Regions from separate parts of the Anser cygnoides genome. Here region 2 is linked to region 1. Evidence: chromatin contacts called from public Hi-C data. All regions are on one chromosome and are shown on one strand. The core of a region is the stretch at or near the end of the contact, and the rest is flanking DNA. Distances in the headings are between cores, read along the strand shown. Region 1 holds the start of CALML4 (calmodulin like 4). Region 2 overlaps IQCH (IQ motif containing H).

Evidence for each region. Hi-C and Micro-C count contacts between places; a contact is called where the count stands out from the background.
Region 2: a Hi-C map of liver shows a contact between it and region 1, with 1.6 times the contacts expected there. The contact joins the enhancer-like site here to the promoter of CALML4 in region 1. A contact is called at or near these places in 2 of 7 Hi-C or Micro-C datasets (granulosa cells and liver).

The regions. Positions count from the first base shown.
Region 1 is chr11:1,628,667-1,635,907 of Taihu_goose_T2T_genome, reverse strand. It overlaps CALML4 (calmodulin like 4), which reads right to left and starts at 2,942. Exons shown (of 5, transcript XM_048046229.2): 1 at 2,796-2,942; 2 at 2,645-2,675; 3 at 1,663-1,803; 4 at 1,013-1,201. The coding sequence starts at 2,798. CLN6 (CLN6 transmembrane ER protein) reads right to left here. Exons shown (of 7, transcript XM_067003990.1): 4 at 6,821-7,009; 5 at 6,654-6,709; 6 at 5,308-5,430; 7 at 3,455-4,126. The coding sequence ends at 3,838.
Region 2 is chr11:1,886,082-1,893,322 of Taihu_goose_T2T_genome, reverse strand. All of the region lies in intron 16 of IQCH (IQ motif containing H), which reads left to right. Among named protein-coding and RNA genes, the nearest start is that of C11H15orf61, 21 kb to the right of the region's middle. Within about 2 kb of position 4,267, at least 1 of the 3 cell types and tissues checked has open chromatin away from gene starts, as enhancers often do. A contact at or near this core is called in liver, where this site is marked.

The DNA.
Region 1 (7,241 bases), core at 1,693-4,192:
GTCAGTTCTCATTTGGTAAGAGTACATTAAATGAAAACGAAGCGCAAGCTTTTCTGGAAGCGCTGTAAATGAAGGTATGTGCCAGTAGTTACTGAACAGCCGCAGATGCTAATGAAATTGAGTCTGCTCTGGCATCAAATATTTATAGCAGCTTAGCAAGCTGGAGTTCAGCGTGTCAAGCCAAAGGGGGAATTTCTTGTTGAGAAGAAGCATCGCTTGCTACGTAGGATCCATGGTGCTTTGTTAGGAGCTGGCGGATGGGCTGCACATTTCTGCACATTTACTCCCAAAGTAATGGGAAATCCCCCCGCGCCTCCCGAAGCTTCTCTGTGTAATAGTGGTTCTTGCTGGGATGCCTTTAATTAGGGTTAATGTCTCCGTGTCTTCACTGTTTGTTCAGCTCTCATAATAGCTCCGAAAGTGTTTTCAGATGTAAATAGCTGCATAAACTATTATTCCAGTTAAACAATTGAGGAAAATGCTCAACGACGTGCCTTGCTGGCACATCACCCGTAACGCTGGCTCAGCTGATGAGTGCACCAGGACGGGCAAACCTTGTCCTGATGAAATCCAACTCTCCTTCACCATAAGGAAGGCCCTCAAGGAGCCAGACAGGGCCTACACAAACCCCAGAACCTTGGTAAAACTCCCCCCTTGCCTGCCTCAAACCGCTGATAGAGGTTTCTGGTGCCCCACCTTCGGCAGAGGGGAGCAGCTTTCAGACAGGCAGGACTATTTTTACTTTTTTTTTTTTTTAAGAATCTTAATTAAAATGTCCTTCTCTCTTACGATTTGCACTTGCCATGGCGGTGCTCTCGGGGGAATCAGGCAATTCCCTGAGCCCTGCCCTGCCGAGGGTGCTCAGCACCCACCTCGCTGGCAGGCGCTGCTCCTGTGCTCCCAGCTGGAAGCTTCTGGCCCTGCCTCGGCTGCAGCGGGAGAGCAGGGAGGAAGGGACCAGAAGCTCAGGAGCACACGCTACCACAGACTACGTCTCTGTGTGGTGAAATACCTTCTTCCTCGGAGAGTTTTTCTCCCAAGTTTGTCAGCTTGGCCCTCAGCTCCGAGACGGCGATGACCCCTCTCTTCTGCCTGTCTATCATGGACAAGGCCGTGATGATTTCCTTCTCGGGCTCCTCCTGCTTCGTTTGCCTGTACATTATATTCAGGAAAGTGGAGAAGTCCAGTTCTGCATTCCGCTCTGGAAGAACAAGAGCACATTCTTTATGAGGGGCTCGGTGCTGTAGTCCCCATCCAGCCCTAACCCCCTCCTGTGTCCTCCCCAGTTTCCCGAAGCAGCCTCAGGATGCCTCCCCTGCTCCGGAAGCTTTTTTAATGGCACTGCTTCGATCTGTGGCTGCGTTGGCTCCGTTTGCCAGCAGTGCCTTGGGGCTGGGCTTTGGTGACTGCTCCTGGCTGTGCTGCAGGGCCTGGGCTGCTTCACCCTGGAGCAGGAAAGTGCCTGGCCTGCAGCCAGCCTCCTCTTCCTTGCACATTGTCTCCTGAGTACTGAAACACTGAATTTTAACACCAAAAAAAAAAAAAAAAAACAACACAACAAAGCAAAAACTCCTGCCAGGACCAGATAGCTTAACTTCGATGTGCTCATCAATTTTTTCTGGCCATAGCCCAGCTCGGTTCCCTCGGCTGCCCCGGACTCACCGATCTTGTGCAGGTGAAGGTGCCTCTGCACCTCCCCTGGCGTCGGGCTGGCTCCCAGGCACCGCATCACGGCCATCAGGTCGCTGGCTTTGATCTTGCCTTTTTGTTTCTTGTCGTACAGGGAGAAGCATTCCTTGAACTCTAATTAAAAACCAAAACTCTCCGTTATGTCATGTAAGGTTACCTCGAGCTGCAGCCGTGGTCCTGCCGCCTGCGGGGCGGCGTTGGTCGGGTTCCAGCGGGGATATTGTGTCTGCCTCCGGTGTCTTCTTTCACAGAGGTACTGGATGGGGGGGATTGGAGAGGAGGGGGGGGGGAAGGACCCGGAATAAAGTGCCAAGGGTAATTAAAAGTCCAGGCTTACAACTAACTGAGCCGATTAGGGTCCTTCGGTCTAATGAGGGAAGTCTGAAAGTGGAGCCTGGTCTGCAACCGAGTTAAGGACCATCAGAAAGCGCTTTTCTCCCCGTTCCTGGGGGCAGGAGGGGGTGCTGGAGGCATGGTTCGGTCCCTGCCGGCATCGCCCCGCAGGTGGACAGCTGGATATTAAAATGGCAGATGAAGGAAGGGATAACGCAAAGCACAGCGGGGGTTGCAGAGCAGCTGGGAGACCCCAAACCAGCCTCTTCCATCCTCCCTGCCCTTCGTGCTGTGGGTGCCCGTGGGTGCTGGGTGCCTGTGTGGGTGCTGGGTGCCCGTGGGGGGCCGTGGCCCCGGCTGCCCCCTCCCGCGCTGCTGAGCCACAGAGCACTGCAGCTTAACGGCTTTGCAATAATACTCTTACTCCAGCTCTCTTCCGTGTTTCTTGTAGCAAACTCTTCCTGCTAAAGGCAGGGGCCCCTTCCCCAAAGCCAGCCCCGATTTCTCGCCCCGAGCCCCCGCTGCCCCGGGCTGGCAGTGAGGGGGGTTTGTCCCCTTGCCCCCCTTTGCTCTGATCGGAGGTGAAATGATTGTAGGTGGGGGGGAAAAAAAAAGTACTTACCGTTAATTTGATCCTGCGACAGAAATTTTGCCTGCAGCGAGAAAGGGGGGGGCAGGGGGGGGGGAGAAGGAGAGAACAGCAACACAACTTTAAAATCTGGAAGGGGGGGGCACGGGGGGTGCGCTTTGTATCAGCCCAAACCCTCGCTCACCATTGCTTTGGGGCCTTCCGTGTGTTTCAGGCTGTGGGGACGGGCGGCTGCTGCGTTCGGTGTGGAGAAGGGCTAAAGTCCGCCAGCCCTGGGTGGCGAGGCAGGGCTGTAATAAATACCCCGCTGCCATGGCTACCGGGCCTGATCCCTGCAGGCCGCGGGGCCCTGAGCTGTTAGACGGAGGGGGGAGAGGAGGATCCGTGCCTGGATGCTGAAACAGAGCGGGGGGCTGCAGGAGGTGGTTGGGTTTTAAACCTTTTTTTGGGGAGGAGGCAGCAACCTCCAGCTTCTGGGGCCTAGCCCGGGTAGCTGCGCTGTGTCTTACAGCCCCTTCTGGTGCCAGGCTTCTGGCACTTGGTTGACATTCAGGGCGTTCAAAGGCAAGGATTATGTACAAAAATGCTGAGCAGAACTCAATGTTTTGTCCCAAAATAATAAAAACGGAGCCAGCAGCTCAGCTGGGCGCTGCTCTGCCTCGCCGGATCCACCGGCAATGCCAGCCCAGGGCTGGGCTCCAGGACCCCGAACATCGCTGCTCCACGGGCCGCATCCTTCCCAGCACAGCCCCAGCCTCCTACACCCTGAGGTACGGGTCCCTGCGTCTCGTGGGATGACGATTCTCCCCTCAGGGAACAGCTGCTTCAAGTATGGCAAGTCACTCAGCTTTTATCAAACGTTTTTATTCAGTCTGTTTTGCTATTAACTTTATTTTTGTTAACAGCTTGGGTTCTGTCACACCGGGGTTTGATACAGACTTCATGGACATGAACTGTTACAGGGATTCAGCCGGGGTTGGAGGAGCTCAGCTCCATCACCTGAGTAGTGAGCGGGTACAGAAAATGATGCTACTGGGGGGGCGTAGGGGACCTGCAGGATCAGCCCTTTGTGCCTGGGGGCTTGTACAAAACCTCCCCTCCTTAGCTGGGTGTGGGTAACACAGGACATGCCTTGCACCTACGTCAGTCAAGGAATTTATTTGAACTACCTCTACATTAGAAAAAACTATTTTTTTTTTCTTTGAATCACTCAGAAATATCAAAACTTATAAACTTTCCTTTCCTGCGTGGAGGTTGTTCATGTGCAGGGTGTAAAAAGCCCACGGCTCGGGGATATAGATCACGCCAGGGTACTTCTTCCTGAGGATTTTGTCGTTCCACAGCCAAATCACCCAGACAGCAATGAGGACCAGCGTTATGATGAACGAGTAGAAGAGGAAAAGCCCATTGCTGTCCAGGACGAGTCCTTTGCGTTTCTGGTGCATCACCAAAGCCATCATGGCAAAGAAAGTGAAAATGTAGAGGATGAAGATCTGCCCCTCTGTCACGAGATACCTGCAAAGCAAAAGGACCCGTTAGTGCTCTTCGTGGGGAGCTGGGCTCTGCAGACAGGTGACAGCAAGTGACAGCTCCTAACAGCAAGTACCCTAAATATTTTTCCTTCATTAAAGCAGGCATTGGGAGAGAGGCAGCAAACTCATCGGGAGTGGAAGAAACCAGATGTTTGGGGTGCCAGCTCCTGGGAGAGCCCACGTGGATGGAGGGGCAGGTGGAATTAGCAAATGGGTGCCTCCTTGCAGAGACCTGGCTGAGAAGCTGCTGGGCTGCCAGGAGGAAGGAGGAATTGTACTGGACGGGTCTTAAATCGCTAGCACACAAATTGCAGAGACTCACGCTGATGTATTTAAAGGAAGTGCAGTGGGGTAACTGGGAACTGACCAAATCATCCTGATGATTCTGACTATCAAAAATTAATTTACTGTATAAGAACAGTCTCAGCAGGGGGGCAAAGCCACGGGCAAGAGAGAACATCATCTCTGAAGATGAATGGAAAGTTGTTTGGCTGCCATCAGGGAAACAGTTTGGGAAGATGAGGCTACTGAAAATGAGAAATAAATAAGACCTCTCTCAAAAGGCTATTCGGACCCGCAGGGCAAGCCACGGAGGCAGCGTAAGAGCATCACGCAGGCAGCCTGGGCTCTATGTAAAATCTCTGCACCACTGGTGAGAGCATCCCCGCTACCACAACTGGCCTGAGACCAGGTGGATGCGCTGTGGGCACCAGGTGACCACCCCAAAATCATCCAGGATCCGTCTACCTGGGCAGTGACTGGCTTTGAAGAGCGGGCAGACAGCAAGCAGAGGCTGAAAGCCTGGGCTCCAGCAACATCACCCTGTGCCAGGCTTCCTGAGACAGAGGTGGAGGAGCAGGAGAACCATGGAGCACTGAGCAGGTGGGGCTGGGACAACCGGTGCCCAGAACTCAACGGGGGAATGACAGCGTGGTTGAGGAAATACCCCCCAGCAGGGAAAAGGACACGCTGTGCTGAAGCTGTCCCAGCTGGTAAAGGCTGAAGAGGCTGCCCATTTAAACGAGATTTCATTTTCCAGACTTGCACAGGAGAAACTGCAGCAACTTCTGCTCTGGGGAAGGGAGAGCTCCTGCTGCACGCTGCAGAGCCTCCTGTGCTCTTCCCTCCATCCCGCACCTCCCTGAGAGGACAGAAGTCACTTACCAGTAATAAAGGCTGCTCGGCCCCATCAGAAGCAAGGCAGCCACTGGCATCCTGCTCTCATCTTCAACAGGAGTGAAGCAGCCGGTGAAATATATGAACAGTATCAGAAAGAAAGGGATGTACCTGTGAGCAGAGACAGAGCTCCCGTGGGTGGTGTGACCCCGCAAAGCGGCACCACGGTGCACCAAGCCCTGATTTACACCCCCCTCCTGTACCGTGGTGGCTGTGAAGGTGCAACCAGTGTCACAGCTGCTGAAAACTGCTGTCAAATTGCTGAAAACAGCCTGCTGTGGGGCTGCTGAAGATAATGAGACTTGTGGGGCTGATTAGGTCAAACGCTGGGCTCCAGTGCTCAGCCCAACACTTGTGGTTGTTGCCCTCGCAGGCTCAGAAGGCCGCGCGAGGGCAGTGGGGTGAGCTGTGATGTGCTCAAAGCCGAACGGCAGGCAAGCAGGATGCGGACCAGGATCTGAACGAACTAAAAGTTTAGTTTTTAATTTTGGGATTTGCTTCACGCTGCCTGAGGAACAGCAAACCAACCTGAAAAGGGGCGAGAGCTCCCTGTCCCCTCCCTGGGACATGTAAGGATGACCCGGCAGCAGGTAAAGGACAGAGCTCTGGGGCTGCAGATCTGCGACAGCAGCACACCCAGGGCAGGGGACGTGTCCACACTTCATGCTGCTTGGGTGTGCTTGCACCGGGGGTGAGGTGTGCTCCAACAGGGACACAGGCAGCACGCGGTCACACAGGACCAGGCCCACGGTGCTTCTAGGACCAGCCTGGGGCAGTACTGCTGCTGCGGTGCTGAAATCAGTCCCTGAATTACCATGGGAGCAGTGTGGCCAAGCAGCCTCTGCCACTGCAGACACAAGGGCGCCTGCCCCCTGGCCGCAGGGTCACCGAACGGATGCGTGGTGAAGGCAGAGAATAAGCACAGGGCTAGTGAGACCGGGCAAAATCAGGCTGTTTCAGAGTCAAGCTCGAGAGGAGCAAAACCCTCAACGAGTCTTCAGCAGCCTCAGCCTGGCACTGTAGCTGGCCTGGGAAAGGTGGCTGAGGGAAGAGAAGAGCAGAGCTGCTCCTGCTGCTCCCTACAGCTGTCAAACAAGCTGCACATCCTCGAAACATCAGTGAGAATGACAGGGACAGAAAAAAAAAAAAAACTAGCAGGAATGGGCAATTTTCCAAGGGAGAGAGCCACTGTAATTACACTAGCTGTGAGAATATTATCCCTAGCTGGCTCTCATCAGCTGTGCTTTATTTTTTACGTATTAACCTACAAAGAGCCCTGGCCTGCCTTTCCTCGCTTTGTTCTGGGGCCACCAGATACGCTGGAAATTGCTTACCACATCGAGTGACCTAAATATTCATCGTAGTAGTACAGCAGCTCAAAGGAATCAATCTGCAATGCAATGAAACAGATTTAAAAGGGCAAAAGGAAACAGAGCACCACGAAACGAGAACACGCAGTTAATATTTGTTTTAAGTGCTTGTATAAAAACGTCCTCTTTACCAGTGTCTCTGGCTTCAGGTTCTTGATGATTGGGTTCTCCCTTACAGACAGATGGTGCTGGTAGCCGCTGAAGATCAGGCGATGGTTTACGGAGTCCCCAACCAGGTGGATGCTTGCTCCCATGACGAACATGATGATGCTGACGTACACCATGGAGCGCGGCAAGGTCTTAGGGGAGCGTTCGATGAGCTGAAACCGCGGAGATGGTGAACAGTCAGGAGGCGCGAGCAGAGGTGGGTGGTGCTGTGACAAACTCTGCCCTCTCCCGCTTTACAAGGGCTTGAAAACGTCACCTTAAGCCCTGCAGAGACCTGCAGAGAGCCGAAGGTTGCACTTGTCATAGCAGAGGTGAGCTGCTGCCAGCACCCTGCCTGGATTTGTCCACCCCGGGCAGATCGGTGTGACCGACCCCAAAGGAATG
Region 2 (7,241 bases), core at 3,018-5,517, 260 kb before region 1:
TCTGAATCTTTTGTGTTTTGCTCTGCAAAAAATAATATATATAAAAAAAAAAAGAGGGGTTGTACAATGGCTAATTTAAGTAGAGAACAGATAATGGGAAGCAGTCCGGTTACCATGTCTCAGAAAGTTACAGCCCTGGGTCAGGAGTTACTGTCTCTGAGCTGGTACAAGATAGCTGATAGATTCATGCCTTGAATTTAAGTTCCCACGTGTGTCCTCCAGCTGAACTTACCTTGCAGCCTTTCCCATTGTAAGGTCACTAGTAAGGTCTCTTTCCTCTATCCAACTATCCTAGGAATCTCATGGGATATTAATATATACGAGTTTTACCTTCTTGCGAGTTTGGTTGGTATTGGCCAATAAGGTTGAATATTAAGCCTGGTGTACAAACTTAAAGCATAATGCTAGAAAAAAATAAAGCAAATTCTGGGTGAAGAAGCAGAGCATTCAGCATTCAGGTAGTGGCCTTGTGTTTGAAGACTAAAGAAAATGAGATATTTTTAAAAGAAAGTAAAATTGCTATTGTTAGTGATGGATAGTGTCATTGAGCTTACTAGGTACAATCGTACAAATTCAAAATTAGTATTTGCATGCAGATGCTAATTCAAGATGTCAGCATCAAGTCTCGATTACTTGTATTCCCAATATATTTCCCTGTTTTTTAGGTCTTTTGCCCTTGCATGTGCACTCATCTACTTCTCTGAGCAAGTTTGTTGTCTTCTAGAATCCTCAATTAGCCACCTCACTGTTTAAAGACTGTTTAACTGTAAAAGGGAACGTGCCTCTATTTAATGGGATAAGCTGGGATGGCTGGACTTTCAAAACATGGTGTGGCTACATGCACTTGAATCCGTTTGGGTGTCAGTTTCTCCTAGGCAGCTGAAAATCACAGCTTGTATGGTGTGAGAAAAGGCTCTAAACACAGGGCTTGTATTTAAAACCCAAGAGTTAGCATATGGTATCTATTGGCAAAAGCTGGCTCTTTGGCAGTGCTGTGATAATTGTATTCCATTTTAAGCACAGAGAAGGCTTAAAATCAGACTTTTGGTAACTGATACCACTGTAGGGTGACTGTGGTAAACCAGAGAATCAGAATAAGGTTAGCTTTGAAATACAGATCACAGTTACATTTGACTCCCAAAATGTATTTACACAAGCATTGCAATTAGAACTGTGGATAAGCCATATTGGACAACTTCCATGTAAAGTTGCTTTAAAAAGATTAAGGGATGACATTCTCACCCACTGAAGTCAATGGGAGTTTTGCCAATTGGTTCACTCAAGCCAGGAGTTCACCAAAATGTAGAAATGCTCCCTAAATTATTAAGGTTGTGACATTTCCTGGCATGAACAAGGACATATTAAATCAATCGGTGTTTCTTGTGGTCTCATTCTTCCTGTTTGTTATGTCTTGGATTTCTTCCCTTGTTTCCAATTGATTCTACCTTAATATTTCGTGTTTGTCAGCATGTACGACAACTTTAACATTATTTAAGCACAGGTTTTTAAATTTAACTAGATATAGAGGCAATTAATGATGCCATCTGTCTTGTGAGAGAGAGATTACACAAAAGATTGTGCTCCTGAAAGCGCTATTTTTTTGGCAAACAAGAAATCCTATTAGACTCTAAGAACATTTGCTCACTAATTTCAGAAGCGCCCATTTTAATGCAGTAGCTGAAAGGCTCAGATACATTTCCCTGGAAGTATAGTATACTTAGGCATTCTTTCAGAGTTATATTTTATGGAAAATATCAACTGATACATGGTATTTTCAGTAAAACTAAAAATTAAATATATCATTGAACATCTGTTACCAGTACAGTCAGAGTATTTAAATACTTAAAAATCCCTGAAACCTTCATAAAGTTACATGCGACATAAATACAACTCTTTAAGAAATGTGAAGGGCCAAATAAGTGAAAACATATTTCTGCCTTTGCGGACTGAGCAGGCACATGCAGCAGCACCTGTCCTCACACGTATGGACCCCGTGTGCTTGGGCAAAGGGGACTCTGGAGCAGATACACGTGTATTTTGAGTTTCAGGCTCTCCATTCTGAAAGCCTTTAAAAATCTTATATACCATGTTTATAGGCATAAAATGAAATTTGATATGAACAACAAGGTATTGCTTCTATTTTTAAGACTGCTACTGTTAGAGAGTATGTTCCTTCAACATATTGTTTCCTTCTACGTGTTGTTGTGATATTGTGTCCCTGTGGAGCGATAGAAGCAAACAGACTCTGCATGATGGATAAGTAACAGTGCATGTCTGTCCTACAGGCAATTCCAAGGGAAAGCTGGAAGGAGCGTAGAAATGAGACAGTAATCCCCGTCTGGGTGAGGGTAGAGCTTTGTGCGTGTCACAGACACGGCAGTATCTTTACTCTCTTGCAGTTTTTGCTGTCTGTCTGACTAACAGGAGACAAGAGGGATGCTGCCCAGCTCTTCCTTGGGTTATGACAGAACTGCAGGAGGTCGCAGTTTGCAACCACAGCACTGTAGGGCCCGTGGGAGGATCTAACCCCTGGCAGATAGTCTGCACACCCGCGCTGCAGCCTCCTGCACATTGCACTTCACTTGTAGCACGCCGTTGTTTGGGTTTTGTACAGCTAAAGCGTGAGGGGAGGGAGCTGAACTTCTCCATCATGGCGAGGCAGAGCCTGCTGCTGGTGGCATCGCCTCTCTGCTCTGTCTGCTCCGGAGCGCTCCGTGGGGGCGAGCAGGTGAAGGCATCCTCGGGACTACGTACTGGCTGCCACCAGCCTCCTGGCTGCGAGGGCCCGGCAGCAGTGCGAGGGGCTGAGAAAGCTGGGCCATGGTGAGCTGCTCCGCTCCCCTCTGGCATCCGCTTCCACCTCGGTTATCAGCATCTGCAGCTTGCTCCCTAGGGGAAGGCAGGTGGAGCCACGCCGTTCTCAGTGTCCCGGGGAAAAACACAGAGGAGAAACGTTAGGTGCTGAACTCGGACTGAGTCGCTTCTGATTCCCACTCAGTTCTCCAGAACTGATCTCTAAGAGCAAGGCCTTGACCCTTTGAAGTGAAGTCTTGCACAGTATTGACTGAATGCTTCTCAGATCCCATCTTGACAAGGAGTTGCACCTAGATGAGTCCATTTAATTGAGTGGGACTGCTTGAATGCATAAACTTACATCCATGGATTTGTGCACAGATAATTTGGAGAAGTGGGGTCATAAGTCACGTTTTTCATTGGTCTCATAGATTGCACAGCCCCACGCCTTTTGCAGCGTTAGCGAGAGCGCCGGGTTAAGTTGTTTACCAGGGAAGAAAAGGATAATATCATCTTGAATGCCCATGAAAAGAGAAATCTTGGCACTACGAAGAGCTGGGGTGGCCCAGCTGCGTGTTCTCACCCCCATCCAGCCTGCTCAGTCCTGGCATAAAAGGGTCCTGAGGAGGCGTCAGGGCTGACGGCCTCAGCCCCGTGGGCAGGTCTGGGGTTGGGAAGAGGGAACTGGAGCAGACCTTACAGACCTCTCTTAGCCCATCGGTCAGCTCTGTCGCTATAATTTAGGTAATGCTTTGAGGGATGCTTTTGGTGGGATGCCTTCTTCTGTATTCACGTGTGCATCCTAAAATTATTCCCAGTGTTTCCCTACAGAATATAGCAGTGTTATTTTCAAACAAGAGCCACGGTTTTCTCATGAACCCTCTTCCAGTCCTGAATTCAGCAGGATAGAGTTTAGGGCCAGTTTTTGGGCCCTAAAATTTAAGTTTTCAGCCAGCACCAGACCATCCCAGCAGCTGCCACGAGATGGCAGCCGGTTAAGATCCTGTCTGTGATTGCAGCCGAAATAATCAATTCTATTGTGAATTTTAAAAGTCATAAAAGCAGCTCTATTTTCAACACCCAAGTAGCATTAATATTTTACTAATTGACATTTTTACAGTGTCATTCAACCACTTCTTTAAAAATAGCAGGTGCGCTCTTTACAATAATGCAGACATCAATACTAGATGCAGATAAAACAATTATACTGGAGAAAGAAAAAGCTATAATTTAGTAACTGTTTAAGAATTTATGTTTCCTTCCCTTCTCAAGTTTATGTTTTAAAGCTGAAGCATTTTTATGGTAGTAGTAAAGAATTACACTATAATTGTGACTCTGCTCACTTGAGATGTCTCTACCACGAAGCGCAGGCTCGTCAGCTGCGCATGCTTCAGGAGAGCGTCTCCTGGCAGCACTTGGCAGCCTGTGTAAAAGGGAGCAATTCCAGACTTGATCATATTTCCTTGGACAAATAGCCAGCAAGGCTTGTAGGATATATTTCTAACTGGTTTTTATCCAGTGGCAGGAGTCTGGAAAGTCCTAATCTATGTTTTGAGGTCTAAAATCTTACCTAGCGCCTCTACTTTTTCTTTTTGACTCTAAGTCAGTATAAAAACACAGATCTGATTACCTTTGAACTTTCATTTGTTGTTTGAAAATCAAATAGCAGTTCTAGACTTCACAAGTGGGCTCTGTTCCAGTTTGATTTCTGAACACGTAAGTGTCCTGGAAGTCCCAAAGTCTCTTGTTAAAGCTGTGAATGTTATGCTATTTGCCATGCAGTCCTGTAAGGATGTGATGTTAAATACCTATGATTGCATAAATGCACTTATTGTATATCCTCGGATAATGAGGATGGACTGAAGTATTAGCTATTTGTTAACTTTTATGATTCTGTCACTCTTTTAGCTTTACTTAAACTTGAACTTTGCACAGGCCTGCTTCTGATGGCTTCTGATTTACTGGAGGAAATGATAATTCAGCTGGTTATTAATTGCCTGACCTCCACAGATGTTGCTTTATAAACTGTGGAAATATATTCATTAAAACACACACACACATACAAAGCCCCAGCTCAGACTTTCAAGGCATTCTAGAAGCTTTTGGCACTCCTTTTATGTTACTTTGAAGGAAAACTTGTTGCAGTCCAGAAGATGGTATTAGAGTTGAACCTAAACAAACTTTCTAGCCTGTTCAGAGAACAGCCTAAACTAAGAAGCAAGTTTGCTAGGTCTTCTGTTCTGCCTGTGCTAGCTCTGTGGAGCTGTTGGACTGCTTTAAAGACTAAATGCCACAAAGGTGGAGATGGGTTGATGTTTCTAAGAAATGGTTTTTGTGTTTTTTTTTTTTGCTTGTTTGTTTTTTTGATAGGCTGCAGTAACAGCTACTACTCTGAGACAAAATGAAAAGCCTTTAATAGATTTCAGTAGGCTCACATCCCTAGGAGTAGATTTTTTAGTTGTCTGCTGGAAATGTCACGTCCTGCTTGTTTCACAGCTCTGTCAGTGCTGAGCTGAGAGGATAGCCCTCCCTTTGAAACTGAAACCCTGCTGGAAAACATTTTTCCTTGCTCTGCTGTAACCCTACGGAGTGGTAGAAACTACATCAAGATCTGTTCTTCACTTCTGTTATCTGATGCTGTGTAGTTTTTCTGCAGACCTCATGTAGTTTCACTCTCACCTTTCCTTCCCTGACATTTGTATCAACTGTTTTTTCTTTTCAGCTGTTTTAACATTTCACTGTTTGCACAGACATTAATAGCCTGCCTGAGCTCCTTCTCCCAGTTATGAGTGGTCAGGAATGATGAGTGCCCTTTCCTTTGCCATGTACGATCTAGTGCTACAAAGCATGCAGGGAACCAGTGAGCACACGGGTGAAGCCTTCAATCTGATACCAGTGATGGCGGGGAGCAGTGCTGGAGGTCTGTAAATGGTACTCCTTCCTCCTTGCCCAGTGCTGTGCCTCTGAGCTGCGGGAGGAGCCAGCTGTGGCATCAGCTCTGCTACGAAAGTCTCCTGTGTCCTTCACAGAGCCTATTCTTTCAGCTGAGGAGTCATTTCTCTTTTTGGGGTGATTGGTGCCTCCGTTATTAATGCCGCTTTCTTCTCCACCATACTTCCTTTCTGTGCCTACCTCTTTGCTCACACCCTGCTTGATGCTTTATTAAGCCTGGCCAGCAGCATCAGGACTGCAGAACTGGAAGGAGCAGCCAAGCTGAGAGCTTCCCGTGCTCTGACATTTTAGTATGGCTAAAGAAGCAGAAGAAAGAGCAATAGGTATGTTTAAGTTATATTGCCCGAGTTGCTTATGTATGTATAATGTATGACTCTACTCCATTCTTACTCTAACCCTAGATGTTTTTCTCACTTTATGCTCTTCTCCATGTCTGCAGTTGATGGCAGCTCCAGCTGTACTGATTTAGCTTAGTGTCTGCATGTAAAACAACACTTGCAAAGCAGTGGAAATACGTGAGTTTGGCATGAGTCTGGTAACTTCTCCACAAAAAATGAGAAGTCATCAACTATTGAGCCCACCTAATTAGAATTCTTTAGATGCAGATATAAAGGATTCTGGTGCTTTTTTCTTTGTTTATTACAATTAATTTTAGGTCATTACACTCAGGGGACGCCTGCTAACTTCAATATGGTCAACATGTGCTTAGTATGATATAATGAGCTACCCCTTTCCATTTGGGAACATGTATTGATATATTATTGGTGAAAGGTGCCAGGCTGATAAAGCCAGCAAACAGATGTCCACTGCCTAGTTCCAGAATAAGAGCACTATAAGCAGCTGCACAGCAATTGTCTTCACATGGCTCCACCAGCCAAACTCAGGCCTGCTGAACTTCCATCCTTGCTTGAGACTACAGGAAATGTTGCTTGATGTTGATTGGTACAATTTTGCAAAGAACACTTATGACCTTCAGAAACTGAATGGGACTTCAAAATTGTTCCACTGAAGAATTCAGTCAGCTAGCTACTAATGATCTGGCCTGCATTTGTACTAATAAAATGGGGAAAAAATTATCCTGTTCATATCCCACGAACATAAAGTTGCCCAGGCCCTGTGCCTTTCCTGTTTCTGTACCAGTACAAAGGGAATTTAAAGGTTATTTCTGGATTTCCCTGGCAAAAGGGAATCCCCTGCTAGGTTAAAGCTGGAATCTCATGCCATCTGATCCTTCTTCTTTCTCCGCACTTTAGTGATGGTCTGGGACATATCCAGGGCAGAAAGGGACATGGCTCCAGTGTAGTGTTCTGCAATACTCCCGAGCCAGCAAAAGCATCCTTGGGGGTGATCCCAGCTGGCACACATTAATGACCATTTGGCTGCTTCAACTTGCGGTAGGGGTGGTTCAGCCTCCGGCTCCGGCCCAGAATGCGAGGAGGCAGACAGGTGGCTTGCAGCCATGTTTGCCTTCCTCCCCCTTGTGCTCGGGGCTGGGG